Linked DNA regions of Zea mays: region 2 is linked to region 1. A link is a contact called in public Hi-C data. All regions are on one chromosome and are shown on one strand. Each heading gives the region's core, a stretch centred on a gene start, on an enhancer-like site or on the middle of the called end of the contact. The rest is flanking DNA. Distances are from core to core; before and after follow the strand shown.

What was found. A called contact is a pair of places that touch in the nucleus more often than the background predicts.
Region 2: a contact with region 1 is called in a Hi-C map of ear, with 1.8 times the contacts expected there. The contact joins the promoter of LOC103639761 here to the promoter of LOC100191528 in region 1. A contact is called at or near these places in 5 of 25 Hi-C or Micro-C datasets (bundle sheath, ear, leaf and 2 more).

What each region holds. Positions count from the first base shown.
Region 1 is chr9:18,362,067-18,369,946 of Zm-B73-REFERENCE-NAM-5.0, forward strand. It overlaps LOC100191528 (Late embryogenesis abundant protein group 2), which reads right to left and starts at 3,377. Exons shown (of 4, transcript NM_001308343.1): 1 at 3,203-3,377; 2 at 2,512-3,105; 3 at 1,802-1,987; 4 at 1,112-1,647. The coding sequence starts at 3,024. The coding sequence ends at 1,357. It overlaps LOC103638021 (probable auxin efflux carrier component 3b), which reads left to right. Exons shown (of 5, transcript XM_020544155.1): 1 at 1-34; 2 at 218-303; 3 at 397-554; 4 at 672-748; 5 at 866-1,014. The coding sequence ends at 935.
Region 2 is chr9:18,534,823-18,542,702 of Zm-B73-REFERENCE-NAM-5.0, forward strand. It overlaps LOC103639761 (U-box domain-containing protein 70), which reads left to right and starts at 3,820. Exons shown (of 9, transcript XM_020544180.2): 1 at 3,820-4,377; 2 at 4,460-4,748; 3 at 5,243-5,328; 4 at 5,753-5,976; 5 at 6,052-6,118; 6 at 6,654-6,770; 7 at 7,284-7,727. The coding sequence starts at 4,201.

The DNA.
Region 1 (7,880 bases), core at 2,127-4,626:
TCGTCGGCCTCACCTGGTCTCTCATCTCGTTCCGGTAAAATCAAGCTGCCAGTCGCCTAGTGCATTATTTGCGTTTTCTGCATCAGAAGTGAACATATCTTGTGCTTAAAGGGGTACATTTTAAATCTGGTGCATCCATCTTGCATTCAAATAACTCCATCTTTGCAGGGCTAGGCATGGCCATGTTTAGCTTACAAAGATGTTGCATTGTCTGCAGATTCCACTTCGCGATGCCAGCCATAGTGAAGAACTCCATCACGATACTCTCCGATGCAGGGCTAGGCATGGCCATGTTTAGCTTAGGTGAGTTCTTCTCTTCCCAGTGCAACATGTCTATATTTAAGCTTACTTCAGCGTGTAGTGCTGTCCTGCAACAATTCTTGTGCTGCGGCGCAGGGCTCTTCATGGCCTTGCAGCCCAAGATCATCGCCTGCGGGAACACCGTCGCGGCCGTCACCATGGCAATCCGCTTCTTCCTCGGCCCCGCCGTCATGGCCGCCACGTCCGCCGCCGTCGGCCTCCGCGGCACGCTCCTGCGCGTCGCCGTCGTTCAGGTAAGGACTAGGGGACCTTGAAGCATTCGGTTTTTTTACACACACGCATTGGGCCGCCAGCCAAAAAGCAAAATAATGAATGCCATTACCACCACCATGCATGCGCGCGATGGGCAGGCTGCTCTGCCGCAGGGGATCGTGCCCTTCGTGTTCGCCAGAGAGTACAGCCTGCACGCCACCATTCTTTCCACCGGGTAAGACTGGACACAAGCAGCTCCCCTTTCTTCAGTTGGTTTGCAGGGTTGCTTGCTCCATTAAACGTAGCTGTGGTTCACATGTTTCCATCCTTTTTTTTCCTTCTTCTTCCTCAGGGTCATATTTGGCATGCTAATCGCTCTTCCCATCGGCTTGGTCTACTACGTTGTTCTGGGACTACTGTGAACGGTGTCACTCCAACCGCGCCAAAAGCCAGCTGAAGCTGACATGATCATCGGCCGGTGATGGATAACGGTGGTGCATGCCCTCACGACGCTATGTCTAGTTGGAGAGAGTCGCTGGAGTACTTGCAGTTTTTTGTATATTATTGTGATAGGTTTGTCTGCTAAGAATAACAGCCCTGAATAAAAAAATTTGAAGTTATAAAGGTATAGGAAAATTGTCATGGTAAGTCATCTTCCATCTCTACGATCATGCCCTGAAAAAGGGATACACACACAAGAACAACAGGCCTTTACAGCGCGATATATCGACAAGACCATACGTGTGCGCTTATTGTTCTTCACCATCAACACAATAGCTACATCTTTGCAAGAACACGCATTGCTAACGCTCGGTCGATCACAGGTTTCACGAGCTCTCAAGCTCAGGCCTTGTACACGGCGCACGCCTTCTTGGAGAACCTGACAGGCTTGGTCCTCCTGGCGTCCACGACGACGGGGCACGTCACGTGCGCCCTGTGCGTCACCCGCACGAGCCTGCCGATCACGTAGCCCCGGGAGGTGAGGTCGAAGTCCAGCGTCAGGGGCACCGCCCCCCCGCCCGCGCTCGTGGACAGCGTCAGGCCGCCCCCGGCGCCGTACAGCGGCACCTTCTCGCCGTGGATCACCGCCGTCACCGTCCGGTGGCTCTTCCTCGGCTGGTAGTACCTGCGGACCTGCGTGGTCACAGGAGGTAGCCATGTCAGATTCGATGGCTGTCATAGAAACTAGCAGCAAGCTGTTATCATGTTTCTTTCACTCGCAGCTAGAAGGGGTGAAACTAACGCAGGCAGCAAAGTGAGGCAACGATGCATGGATGCTGGACAATACCTGGCCGACTGCTATTGAGATCTCTGAATAGATCAGACGGATGGGGCCGGAGGTGACATGGATCCCAAACATTGTGGCAGGGTTGTACACCGATACGTGCAGCGAACAGTTCGTCGTGACCAATTTGGTCGGAACGCCGCTGTGGTCTGTGCCTTCACCAGCGTAGAAGTCGTCCATCACCAGGCTCTGCACCCAAAAAAAGAAGCGAGAGAGGTTCGTTGGTTTTAAAAGACGGATTTGTAGCAAACACCATTTATTCTCATTTCAGATTCTACCAGAAGTAAAATAAACGATTGGCTTAATTTTCAGATGAACTGGGAAGTGTTAGCACAAATTAACCAGTCTGTTATTTTCAGTAGAAAGCATCAGTTGAACTTCTATAACTTGAAGCCTTGAACCAATCTACTCTAGTAACCAATATGTGACTAATATGTGAGCAAGATTAGGTTCCTGATTTACAATTTACTTGTAACCACATGTAACCAATATGTGAGCAGCAACAAAACTAAAACAACCCAGCTATGCAATTTTAAATTTCCAACATTTCACTGTCTAACTGAACCACCTTTCCCCAACTGGATGATGTCTCGCCTACCGCTGGAACCGTGGGAGACATGAGTCAAATTTAGTAACTATAGGCGTCAGTTACTCGATCTACAGATGGGAATGGAGATGGACGCGTAACTAATCGTGTACTATAGTACAAATACCTTGACGACGACCTCGGGCTCGTACGGGCGGGCGGCGCCCCAGATGACGAGGCAGAAGACGGTGAAGAGGAGGACGAAGGTGAGGAAGCCGAGCACGATCTGGCAGCGGCGGGAGAGGCCGCTGTCCCCGGCGCCGAGGCCCTCGTAGGGCCCTTCCTCCTCGATGACGCTGCACTCGGGCCAGCCCTTGTCGTTGAGCACCTTGCGCCCGCCGCCGCCGCCCCCGCGGAGGCCGCCGGAGAAGCGGCTGACGGAGGAGGAGCGGGAGTGGCGGCCGTAGGAGGGGTGCGACGGCGACTCGCTGGGGCTGTTGTTGTACACCGGCGTGGCCTGCATCGACGACGACTTGTACCCGCCGCCGCCGCCGTCGTGCGACTCCCGCGACGGGCTCTGCACGTAGTAGCCGCCGCCGCCGCCGCCGGTGCCGGCCGCGGCAACGCCCCGCTTCGGCGACCGCGGCGGCGACGACGCCGCCAGGCTCGTCACGTCCGACTCCGACTTGGCGTGCATCATCCTCCTCCTCCCTCCGCTCGCTCGCTCGCGCGCCTCGCTCCCGCGGGTTCCCCCCCTGCCCTGCTGGCCAGAAGACCAAAACTGACAGCAGCAACACGGTCAGAAGCAGAACGGCGCCGGCGCTCGCGGGCGGAGCTGCGGAGACAGAAATGGAAGGCCTCCAGTGATCTGCACGTACCTGCGCGAACGAGCGGCGTCAGTGGCGCAGGGGGGGGGGGGGGGGGGCGGTGGAGTGGAGCAGAGCACGCGCCTCCTCCGTGCCTGGCTCGCTGGGCACCGCATCGGCAGCGCAGCACTAAAAGAGGCGGAAGGGGAGAGCGAGAGCGAGCAGTAACGAGCACAGAAAGGCCGGGGGGCAACCTCCCTCCGGATCCGCTGCGGCCCGGAGACACCCGTGGTCCGGTAGAGAGCGGACGCGTGGCGTGGGGAGCCGCGCCGGGGTGGCGCCCGGTTAGAGATGGCAATGGGTACCCGCGACCCGATACCCGATGGGTATTTACTCCATTAGGGTATGTATGTGGGCTAAATATTCTACCTGTGGGTCTGTTATTGGGCAAAAATCTTCACCCAATGGGTAAACGGGTATTAGAACGTTCCGCCTTCACTCATACCCGTTAACCCATGGGTATAAAATACCCAATATAAACTTAGCCCAAGCATGAACTTGTACTTTAGTAATCCATCTTTTTTACTATTTGACAACCTTTTAGACCATAATGTCATAGAAGGCTTAACGACAATTTAATGGCTATATAATGGAACATGTAATGTGCTATGTAGTACTATCCTAGTGTTACTACTTTATCCAATTATCTTTGGTGTGTTGAATGGATGGTTAAATGATGCTAGAAAATTTTGTAATGGTATTTATATCATTATATGGATATACTTGACATTTGTATAGTATAATATTTTGATAGATGTTTAATTTTTGTGGGTACGGGTGACCCGATGGGTGACCCATACCCACATGGGTATGGGTATGGGGGTAAATCCATACCCATCAGGGTATATGGGTGACCCGGTGGGGTTATTTTTGTGTCGCGGGTATGGGTATGAGGTAGTAATACCCGGTAGGTATTTACCCATTGCCATCTCTACGCCCGGTAGTTGGGAGTGGGAGGCGGAGCAGCGGATCGGGCCAGTTGCTAGGGGAGCACGGCAGCGCGGGTGCGGTGGGCGACTGGAGTGGAGTGTCGGCAGCGACGGGGGAAGGGCCAAGGGAGGGAATGTGTGTGCGCGCGGAGCTGGGGGATTATGCTTTCTGTCTGTCTGTCTGTAATTCTGTAGTATGTACGTATACTCCGTTGCACGCCCATGTCACGTATTCTTCTCGCAGCTTGAAATCAGACAAAATTTCGTTAAGATTTTGAACGAATGGAGATGGACCTATAGATCTCTGCGTCTGGTTCGAATCCTCGATGGCTTCTTTTTCGCGCACTTGCACTCATCGGTTCGGCATGTGTAGTGTAGGTACAAGGGTTGTACTACCCTACTAAAATGCCAGTGCCGAGCACGGCCGTCCTGAGGCTTGCGTTGCGTCTCCGTACGCGCGCTAGTACATCGCCCAGAAGGGCCAGAACGTGTGTTTTCGTAAAGAGTTGGGGCAAACGGGGGGTGCGCGGTTGTTTGTAAAGAGAGTCTAGCCGCTACTAGCTAAAACTACGGGCGACATGGGTTTCGTTTTGGCCACAAGCTTGTCTCGTTCCGGAAGACCGCACACGGAAACTTGGAGGATTTGCCATTAACCGATCGTTATGACGATCTCGGCGTCGTTTGTGGCAAAGCAAGGAGCGGATTTTCTCTTGCACGGGTGATTGGATCGGCTGGCATGGCAGGAATCAATCAGAGGTACGCGCGAGCGCGAGCGCGACCAGTCCTGTGGTGGATCCGCACTGGACGGATGGGGTTCCTTCTGGTAAGGCTAACCCATCGGCGTGTGTCGGTCGTGTCAGCTTGTGCCACTGCCTCCTTTGCCCCCATGGAATGGATGCCATCTCTCTCTCTCTCTCTCTCTCTCCTCTTCTTTTTTTTCCTTTTTCTTTGTTTAAAGCTTTCTCCAGCTTCTTTAATCCTTGCCTCCCATCTTCAATGCTACCATTCATGTTAGTGGAGGGAACAAAGGGGGGATATATGTAACGCTTATCCACATGAATGCGACTGCAGCGGCCAAACCTGCCTTTTCTTCTCTCTCTCTCTATTTCTCTTCCCCGCTGGAATGGGATGGTTAAGCGCTGTAGCCGGAGAACGACTTGGCAACCAACCTGCTGCGTTGCGTTGCGTTGCGTTTGCGTCGAGGCCGGCCGTTGCCCCCGCGGAGGACGCTCGAGCTTAGAATTGACACGCCGCCTACTGCAGGGCAGCAGGGGCGCCGCAGCTGCTGCAGGCTGCAGCGCGCGCGGGGAGACGAGTCGGTGAGGCCGACGCGCCAACGCCAACAACGAACGCCTCCTCCTCCTCCTCACGTGTCGGTTCTTCGGAAACGTAAACGTGACGGCAGTAATGCTCGCAGCAGGTCACAGATGGCCGGCGACTTGCGGGCGGCAGGAGACGCTCCGCAGGTCCACGTCACCAGATCAGTGGACCGTCACCGTCGCCGTACCTTTTTTTTTTAAAAAAAAATCTGATGAGAGACCGGTGTGGAACATCTCTACCAGCAGAAATTATTCTTTATTAGCTGCTGGGAACTTAGGGACTCTACTGCCCTAGCTAGCTAGCTAGCCGCACCTAGTTCCACACCCAGTTGTTCATGGTGGTCTGAAGCCAGCAAACATCCTTCTATCTGCTCGATGCTAGCTTAGTCAGGTGCTGTTTGGGTTAAGAAATGTAACGCAAATTACCCAAATGGTAATGGTTTACGTTCGATTACTGGCGGTAACAATTTGAATAGGCTGGTATCACTTTTTAGTGTGGTATCTAATTACGGTTGTACTAAAACAAACATGATTTAACGTTATCAGTTACCTATTATGTTACAAATTTATGAACCAAACAGCACATAAGCTTTGGTGACTTGGGCTTCTCTCGCCACACTGTGTCCACTGGAGAGCTGACATGTCAGTGCGGTATCTATCCTTCTGGGGTTGCCGTCGTCTTGCACCTTTCGACATGAAAACCTCCTGTTGCCCTGCCCTGTTGGGTTTGGGTAAACAAGACTACACCTAGAGATGGCAACGGGTACAAACCCGTCGGGTTTTGCTATCCCAAACCCGTACCCGTGAAAAATATTTACACCCATTAAAAAACTCGTACCCGTGACGGGTTTAAAATTTTGCCCAAACCCGTACCCATCGGGTTAGCGGGTACCCACGGGTTACCCGTGGGTTTTATCTCCAATATACTTATTCTTTTTATAATCAATAAGTATCGTAATGATTAATGAGATCATGGTCTAAAATTTATGTAATGAACAACAAGTTCATGATTTGGTATAAAAATATTAGTAAAGAGAATTAAATACAAATAATAAGTTGTATAATCAAGTTACCTTGCACTAAGTTATATATCCACCACATATATAACGCTAGTAATAACTATAATAGTAAGCAAGCAACACACTCACCAACTACTTATTACATTCACTATTTGATAAAAAAAATAGGAAGTAAATAGGTAGATAACAAGTTTGTTGTTCGTTTATAAAATAAAATGACAATATACACTAGGTTTGGTCGGGTTTAAAAAACCCACGGGTTCACGGTTTTGGGTACTGTAGGAATAAACCCGTACCCATGAACCCGTCGGATATACATTTATGCCCATTAACAAACCCATGAGTATGAAAATTGACTCAAACCCGTACCCTAGCGGGGTAAAAACCCATCGGGTTTCAGTTTTCGGGTACCAATTGCCATCTCTATACACCCTCCACCGTGGAGAAGTGGCTGAGGCAACGCTGCTGCACAGCGGCTACACCCACGTCTCTGCCTCATCTTGTAGATGAATTCCAGACAGAAAACTGCACTCCATCGTGTTTCATCATATCTGCCGGCCCTATATCTCAGGTGAGGATAAAGGCGGCTGATTTATGCCTTCATCGAATTAATACTGAGCTGAAGCTGAATGCGTCATCTGCTTTAATTTAATTCTCTCTGAGAAAAAAATTAAGCAGCTAGCGCATGAATTTCCTATATATGAAACGCGGTTCAAAACAACCTCCCTCGCGATGTCCACGTCAGCGTAAATTCTCCTCCTCGCTCGATCTCCAACCAACGGCTCACGTTCATGTCTCCTCGCCTCCTTCTCTCTTTTTCGGCTCTCGATGCTTCTGACCAACGCTTTCTCTCTCCTCGCCTCTCTTCACCCGCGTCGTGGTGTTTCTCATCCTCCTCGCTCTCTCCGCCTCTTCCCTATCCAAATTCGATTTGTCTCCCATCGATTTCGTCCTGACTGCAGCGTGCGCTTTGGTTGTTGCTGATGTCGCTCTCCTGTGGTTGCACGTGTCGCCCTCTCGTGGCTCCACCTCTCTCTCCCTTCTCCCTCCCACCGTAACCCCTGTCTGTCCATCCGTTACCTTCGCCTTCGGTTACTGCAGATTGTGACCATGTGAATGTGCGGCGTCGCCCTGGCTCTCCTCGCGACTCTGCTGCTCCAGGCCGTCGTCCCTAAGTCGGCGGCGGAGGGCCTTGTGCGGGTCGCGGCTAAGTCGGCGGCGGAGGGCCTTGTGCGGGTCGCGGAGAAGGAGCCCGCCGACTAGATCGACCATGTCGCCACGCGTCTCCTCCGCGTTGCCAGCGCCCTAGACTCGGGCCGCAATGACGACTTCGATGCTTGCATCTCAGCTTTGAGCCATGCTAGGAGCATAGGAGTTCCTCTACTGCTGAATAGTCAATCTTCGTTACCAAGATCTGAACCTT
Region 2 (7,880 bases), core at 2,570-5,069, 170 kb after region 1:
AGGGACCCCTAGGCGCATGGAGGAGAACACCAAGCATTCCTACAACATTCCTAAGCACCAAGACATCGATTCCGCGCATTTGGTTCATTGTGATAGCATCTAGAGCTCTTGTTGAGTTGTGAACTCATTGAGTTGTGTTGCGAGCTCTTGTTGCGACTTGTGTGCGTGCTGTTGCTCTGATTTTGAGTCTTGTGTGCGTTGCTAGTTCCTCCCTTACTCCGTATTTCTTTGTGAATCTCAAGTGTAAGGGCGAGAGGCTCCAAGTTGTGGAGATTCCTCGCAAACGGGATATTGAAAGGCAAAGCAAAACACCGTGGTATTCAAGTTGGTCTTTGGACCGCTTGAGAGGGGTTGATCGCAACCCTCGTCCGTTGGGACGCCACAACGTGGAGTAGGCAAGCGTTGGTCTTGGCCGAACCACGGGATAAACCACTGTGTCATCTCTGTGTTTGATCTCTTGTGGTATTGTGTTTTGTTGAGACTCCTCTCTAGCCACTTGGCGATTATTGTGCTAACACTTAACAAGTTTTTGTGGCTATAAGTTTAAGTTTCACAGGATCACCTATTCACCCCCCCTCTAGGTGCTCTCAAGCTCCCGTATTAAAAGCACCACGAGCAGGAGTACCATTCCGATTATACATTGCAGCTGAGGATAAGATCATTGGGGCTGTTCTGACACAAGAAACTGAGGGGAAGGAGCATGTGGTGACATATCTAAGCCGAAGGTTGGTGGATGCTGAAACAAGGTACACTTTTATTGAAAAGTTATGCTTATGCTTGTTTTTTGCATGCACCAAATGTAGATGTTATTTATTGTCTAGTCATTGCATTGTTTCTGGTCAAGCCGATGTGATCAAATAAATGTTGCATAACCCAATTATGAGTGGTAGAATTGGTAAGTGGGCTTATGCACTCATAGAATATGACTTGGCCTATGAACCATTGAAATCTATGAAAGGCCAAGTCATAGCGGATTTCATCGTAGAACATCGGGTTAATGATATTCATGAACTAGACATGTCATACCTCACTATTACTCCTTGGACTTTATATTTTGATGGATCGGTTTGCAATGAAGGGCAAGGAATTGGCATTGTACTTGTTTCACCAAGTAATGTCTCCTTTGACTTCTCTAGCCGATTGAAAACTTATTGCACTAATAATCAAGCTGAATATGAGGCCCTCCTATTCGGCTTAGAACTTTTAAATGGTATGGGAGTAAAACATGTGAAGGTATTTGGTGATTCTCAGCTGGTTGTCCAACAAGTGTTAGAAGAATATCAATATTTTGATGGTACTCTAAATAGTTACCTTGAGAAATGTTGGAGCATAATTCATTCTTTTGACGAATTCAGTATTCGGCATATCTCTAGAGTTGAGAATCATAGAGCTAACGATTTGGCACAAGATGCATCAGGTTATCGGATAAAGAGAGGGAAGTTTCACAAAACTGAAAATCTGATAACCAGTGCAGAGCCAAATTCCCAGGTCGCGGACCGTCCGCGTGATGGCGCCGGACCGTCCGGGGTTACCAGAAATGTTCTCTTAATCGATTCGGCTGACAATGAAGCCGATGCAAGAGATTGGAGGACACCTATACTTAATTATTTACGAAATCCCAATACCAAAACAGATAAGAACATTCGGCGAACAGCTTTCAAGTATGTTTTGATGAGTGACGAACTTTACCGCCGAACAGTCAATGACATCCTGCTTAAGTGCTTGGGCCCAGATGATGCTATATTAGCTATGGCCGAAGTACATGAAGGGATTTGTGGTACTCATCAATCAGCTCCAAAAATGAAGTGGTTGTTGCGAAGGTCCGGTTTTTATTGGCCTAGTATGATAGCTGATTGTTTTAAGTACTACAAGGGTTGCCAAGTGTGTCAAAAATTCGGCGACCTACAGTTGGTCCCTGCAGCCGAATTACATCCTATCATCAAGCCTTGTCCGTTCAGAGGATGGGGATTAGACTTTATTGGAGAAATTCATCCTTCATCATCAAAGGGGCATCGGTTTGTGTTAGTTGCCACTGACTACTTCACCAAATGGACTGAAGTCGTTGCTCTAAAGAACATGACACACAAGGAGGTGATCGAGTTTATAACTGAGCATATTATTCATAGATTCGGCATTCCCCAGACCTTAACTACAGATCAAGGTACTTCTTTTATGTCAAAGGAGGTACGTGAATTTGCTGAATTATACAAAATTAAGCTGCTTAATTCATCTCCATATTATGCTCAGGCCAATGGTCAGGCCGAGTCTAGCAATAGGACATTGATTAATTTGATAAAAAAGAAAATATCTGATAATCCTAAACATTGGCATAAGATTTTGTCTGAAGCTTTATGGGCTCATAGGATATCTAAATATAGTGCTACTAAAGTATCTCCTTTTGAGCTTGTCTGTGGGCAGGAAGCAGTGTTGCCTGTGGAAATAAGTTTGAATGCTGTCAGGTTCGCCAGACAAAATGATCTAACTGCTACTGATTATTATGATTCAATGATTGATAATATTGATGAGGTGACCGACAAGAGGATGATAGCTTTGGGAGCAATAGAAAAGGACAAGATCATGGTAGCCAGGGCCTACAACAAGAAGGTCAAAGCAAAGTCATTTCAAGTAGGGGACCTGGTGTGGAAGACCATTCTGCCTCTAAGGAATAAAGACCGGAAATTCGAGAAATGGTCACCAAGCTGGGAAGGTCCTTATAAAGTAAAACAGGTGATGTCTGGCAACGCCTATTTGCTACAAACATTACAAGGAAAGGACTTGCCTAAGGCTTTGAATAAGCGTTTCCTCAAACAGTACCATCCTAGTATGTGGCAAGATGCCTAAGAGAACCGATGTAATCACATCGAGTTAGTTGCTTTTGGTTTGCTCAGCTCCACCAAAAGGCAGGGGGCATATGTTGAGCTCCATTTTGAGCGGGCGGACGGTCCGGCCCTGAGGCCAGACGGTCCGCGGTCCGGACAGTCCGCGCCTGTGGGCCGGACGGTCCGCGCATGCGCAGAACAGTTTAGGGTTCCGAGTTTTGTGCTATGTTTGTTGGCTAGATTTGCGGATTAGCTCGGAATCCAGTCGTGTAAAGGGTCCAGCCCCCCTCCTCTATAAAAAGAGAGGTCTACCGTCTACGGCCGATTTGTAACAATCAATCGAATCAATACAACTTCTATTCGCATTTATTTCCAGTACAATTAGGAGTAGTTCTAGTCTAGTTCTAGTTTAGCCTCTCGATCCCCAAATTCTCCGCCTCTCCTCGACTCTACGTCGATTAGAGGAGTCTAGGTCGGCCTGCCCGAGCCTAGACAGCCCCTAGGATCTCTCCTCCCCGACGGGGTCCCTCCCGGGAGCGAGATCCAGGCGCCACCGGCGATCTTCCGCCGCTCCTGCACACGCGCGGACCGTCCGGCCCCAGGACGCGGACCATCCGGCCGTCAGGCCCCAGGACGCGGACCATCCGGCCGTCAGGCAGGAAACCCTAGCCCCTGCGCCAGGTCGTGGACCGTCCGGCCCCTGGCCGCGGACCGTCCGCCCCTGACCAGAGAGCACCGCCGCCGGTTCTTCTTGAGTATTTGGCGCTCCAAAAAAGCGTCAACACACTATAGCTACTATGGACATAGACATGCCATGTTAGATAAAGACCTATCTCAAACCGATACCGACCTATAGTGCTTTACACAAAAGATTACGATCAAAAACTGTATTTCCAATTGTAGTTAACCTAGATGATTTTGTATGAAATAAAGTCAAATTCCTATCCTTCGGGGGAAAAACAATTTATTCCTCAACGGCAGTGAACCGGTTGGCAGCGAAGGCGGGGCTCGCTTTCGACCCTGGCTGGGGCCCCACTTGGCAGAGACGCAAATCAAACCGCTGCACAAAAGGAGATGCTCCCCTACACCGGCCGATTTGCTAATTTGTCGTTATTGCCGCTTCGAAAATTTGCATGAAACTCATAAAATCACGCAGAAAACTATACAACGAATTCAGTGCTAAAATTCCAATTATTTCCCTGCAGGCTGCATCGGCCAGGTGGCCAAGTCTCGTCAAGTCGTCCCCGCTCCCCCATAGTCGCCACCGCCGGCCCGCCTGCCCGCGGCACGCAACCCGCCACGCCCAAGCAGCGGAGGGCCAAAAATGCGCTCGCAGTTGCCGTAGCGCCATCGCGTCGTCCATCCGCTGGGGAGCCACGCGATGGAGGAGGACAAGCGGGCGGAGGAGGCGCGGCGCGCCAAGGAGGCCGGCAACGACGCATACCGCAAGTCCTTCCTCGAGACGGCCGTCGAGCACTACACCCGCGGCGCGCTCCTCGACCCCCGAGATATCTCCTTCCTCACTAACCGCGCCGCCGCCTACTTCCACATGGGCAAGGTTTCCCACGCCCTCTCGGCTCCCCCCCATTCCATACCCTCGCAACCGACTCGGCGGCTGACGATTGTGGGGGCATTTTCAGTATAAGGAGTGCGTGAGGGACTGCGAGGGGGCGGTGGAGCGTGGCAGGGACCTCAGCGCCGCCAACAAGCTGATCGCGAAGGCGCTGTTGCGGAAGGCGTCGGCGCTGCTCGAGCTCGCGACATGCTCCGGGGATTACGCACCGGCGATCAGGGCCCTGCAGCAATCGCTCACCGAGCATTACAGCGAGGAGACGCACGAGAAGCTCAACAAGGCGGTGGTAGTTAAGAAGGAGCTTGAGGAGCAGGAGCGATTGGATCAGGAGACGGCCGACCAACACCGCGAGAGAGGTTTGGATGTTGCTCGATTAACGCATTGCTGACTTGTTGAGTAGGGGCATGTGCAACACAGGACAATGTTAGTGGACTGCATTTGTTTATCAATCACGAGGGGCACACAGATTTTGACATTTTGTGGCGACAGTAAATACCCTCAGAAAGTTTCAGTTACTATCGTCTGTAACCCGAATGTCCCGGGTTCGAGCCTCAGCCTCTGCATATTATGCGGGTAAGGCTTGACGCTTAAAGATATCTTTTCCCAGACCCCGCACAGTGCGGTAAGTCTACGGCACTGGGTACGCCCTTTTTTTAAGGCCTAGAACTTTGCAAAGTATATGTACTCTGCGCTCTGCGGTTCCCATGTGAATGAACGACAGACCACAAAAGTAAGGGACGAGTAGATGCTTCTCCTAGTAAACTTTGTTTTCTAATCATTAGATATCCAATTCCTAAATAGTTATACGCCATTGTGATATACTGCTACTTACTGTGTACAAACGCTGCAGGCAACGAATTGTTCAAGCAGAAGCAGTACCATGAAGCAGCAACGCACTACACACGAGCTATGAAAATGAACCCAAAGGATCCAAGAGTAAGCATATTGGTCATTCCTCTGATTTTCATTCTCAAGAAACGGTAACTCCAGACCCATAGTAAACTAGTACTTTTTCTGACATTAGAAACTTTGCTGATAAATTAGATTTGCATTGGTAAAAAACTAGAACATTATCTATAAGGAACAATTGGATCTATACCATTAAAAGGTCCAAACTTTAGATATATACCATGGACCCCACATGTCATTGACTCATGTGGACCCACATGTAAGTGAGATAGTAATGGTATGGATCCAAAGTGGTGATCTTTTAATGGTATGGATCCAAATTTCCCTATCTATAATCAGTCACACTTGGCATTCATTGTTCACTGTAAAGGCATGTTCTGGAGCTGGCCCCTTTTTCTTTTGCACTCCTGGTTGTAACAATTAGTTTTGTTACTTATCACTGATCTTTCAGGCATTTAGCAACAGAGCTCAATGCCACATCTATCTGGGAGCTTTCCCTCAAGGTCTTGAGGATGCAGAGAAATGTGTTGAACTGGATCCAACTTTTATAAAGGGCTACGTGCGTAAAGCTAAAGTTCAGTTCCTGATGGAAAATTATGAAAATGCTATGGCAACTTACCTAGAGGGTTTGACGTACGACCCAAATAATCTGGAGGTTCTTGATGGCTTAAGAAGGTAGCTTTCCAGTTCTCTTCCGCCCTTCTTGAATCGTGAGATAACCTAAATTGACATTGTTTTTGGTCGAATAAGATGTGCAGCATGCATTAAGAGGGCTAATGGGGGTGATGTTGAGCTTGAGGACTTGAAAGATATGTTGGCAAGTCTAGTTCCTCTCTTCAGAAGAGTCTTCCATTTCCACGATTGCTTGTTTGTATTATTTTTGCATACTACATGTCTTGCTTTTCTGGTTTACTGTGGCTAGAAATCCTTTGTGCAACACATGTGGATAACACAGAAACTGTACTTTTACTAGCAACGTGCAACTTAAGAAGGAGCACTTAAAAACCTTACACAGCCTCTATTGGGATAATAAATCTGTACCTTGTCACTTGTATTTTCGAACACCCAGCTCCATCCACATATACTTCTATTTATCTGTTTCTGATGTGCTCAAGCTTATGTCTAAATGATGCACAAATGGTGATTGCATGGCAATGTGTTTTAATGCACAATTGATTGTTTCATGCCCTTACCTTTACTCCGCCATGCCCTAAGTTTAAGTAGGTCTACAAATAGTAACCGAGGGGCAACATTCACATATGGAGTTAAAGTGAAAGCTATTTTTAGGAAGGATGCAATGTTCCAATTAAATTGCACTATACTAAATGATAATATTTTAATTGTCTTTTCAGGGAAATTTCCAATCAGAAAATAACCTTCTTAAATTTCGAAAAGCAACAGAACAAGCTGCAATACTCAAGAAGGAAGCTTCTGATGAGCGTTTGAAGCGTATTGAATCTGAACGAATGGTAAATTTTTAGCTATGATTCACTTAAAACTATTACCATTGTAATTATCTTTTGTGGCTTAAAGTTATACTCTGGATAGAGGTACCATCCATTCTTTTATTTTCCCAATAATATTATCATGTAGAGGGTTTAAGGTTGTGTGTTTTACTGTTTTTCTTTGTTTTACAGTAGTGCTAGTGCTGTATATGGCTGGTGGGTGGATTTAGTAATCTGATATATTTAGTGCAATGATATGTAGCTATCCTGCAATATTCGAGACAATTTCTCATCTGGAGTAACAGAACAAAGATATTCTCTTATGACTAACGATGCTCTTTCTAAGCTTGGAACAGATCACTGCCACTATATTCACAGTTCAATGCTACGACAGTCTTATGAACATATTTTTATCCAAAAAACCCCCAACATATTAGCAGGTTATCTTGACAAAGTTTGTTGGCTGTTGATGTTACTGAAGCTATAGATTATCTTATCTCAATAATATGAATAAGCGACCAATAAAAAAATCTGCAGGCTAGAACAATGGAGGAATATCTTTCAGGAGTACAGCAAGAGTTGGAGCGACTTAAGAAACAACACGATGAGGTTATGGAAAAACTTCTGAAGGCAAACATCGATAATGAGCATCTGCAAGGTCAGCTCTCTGAATCCAGAGGACAATATGAACATATTCTATCAGAGCATGATCGCTTGCTACACGAGAGGAATCATGCTGTCCATGAGGTTCAAGAGTTACGTCAGAAAAGAAGCCAGATGCTTTCAGTGTTGGTTACAGCAATGCACTGTGAGTTTTCATCATCTGAACTGGAGCATGCTACTGACAATTTCAGTAGTTTGCTTAAGATAGGAGAAGGTGGGTTCGGGTGTGTGTACAGAGGTACCCTCCGGAACATGACGGTTGCAATAAAAGTGTTGAAATCTGATGGTTTACAGGGACAATCACAGTTCGAGCAAGAGGTAGGCCAACTAGACCCATTCTGAAATCTAACTGTCTTTTTCAACTAAAAAAGTGCTGGTTCTGTAGCTCCTTTGAAGCTTACAGCTGAATCTATTAAAAAAAACTTTGAAAACACAATGCCCATGAATGAAATAATGTATGGCTTTTTTGGA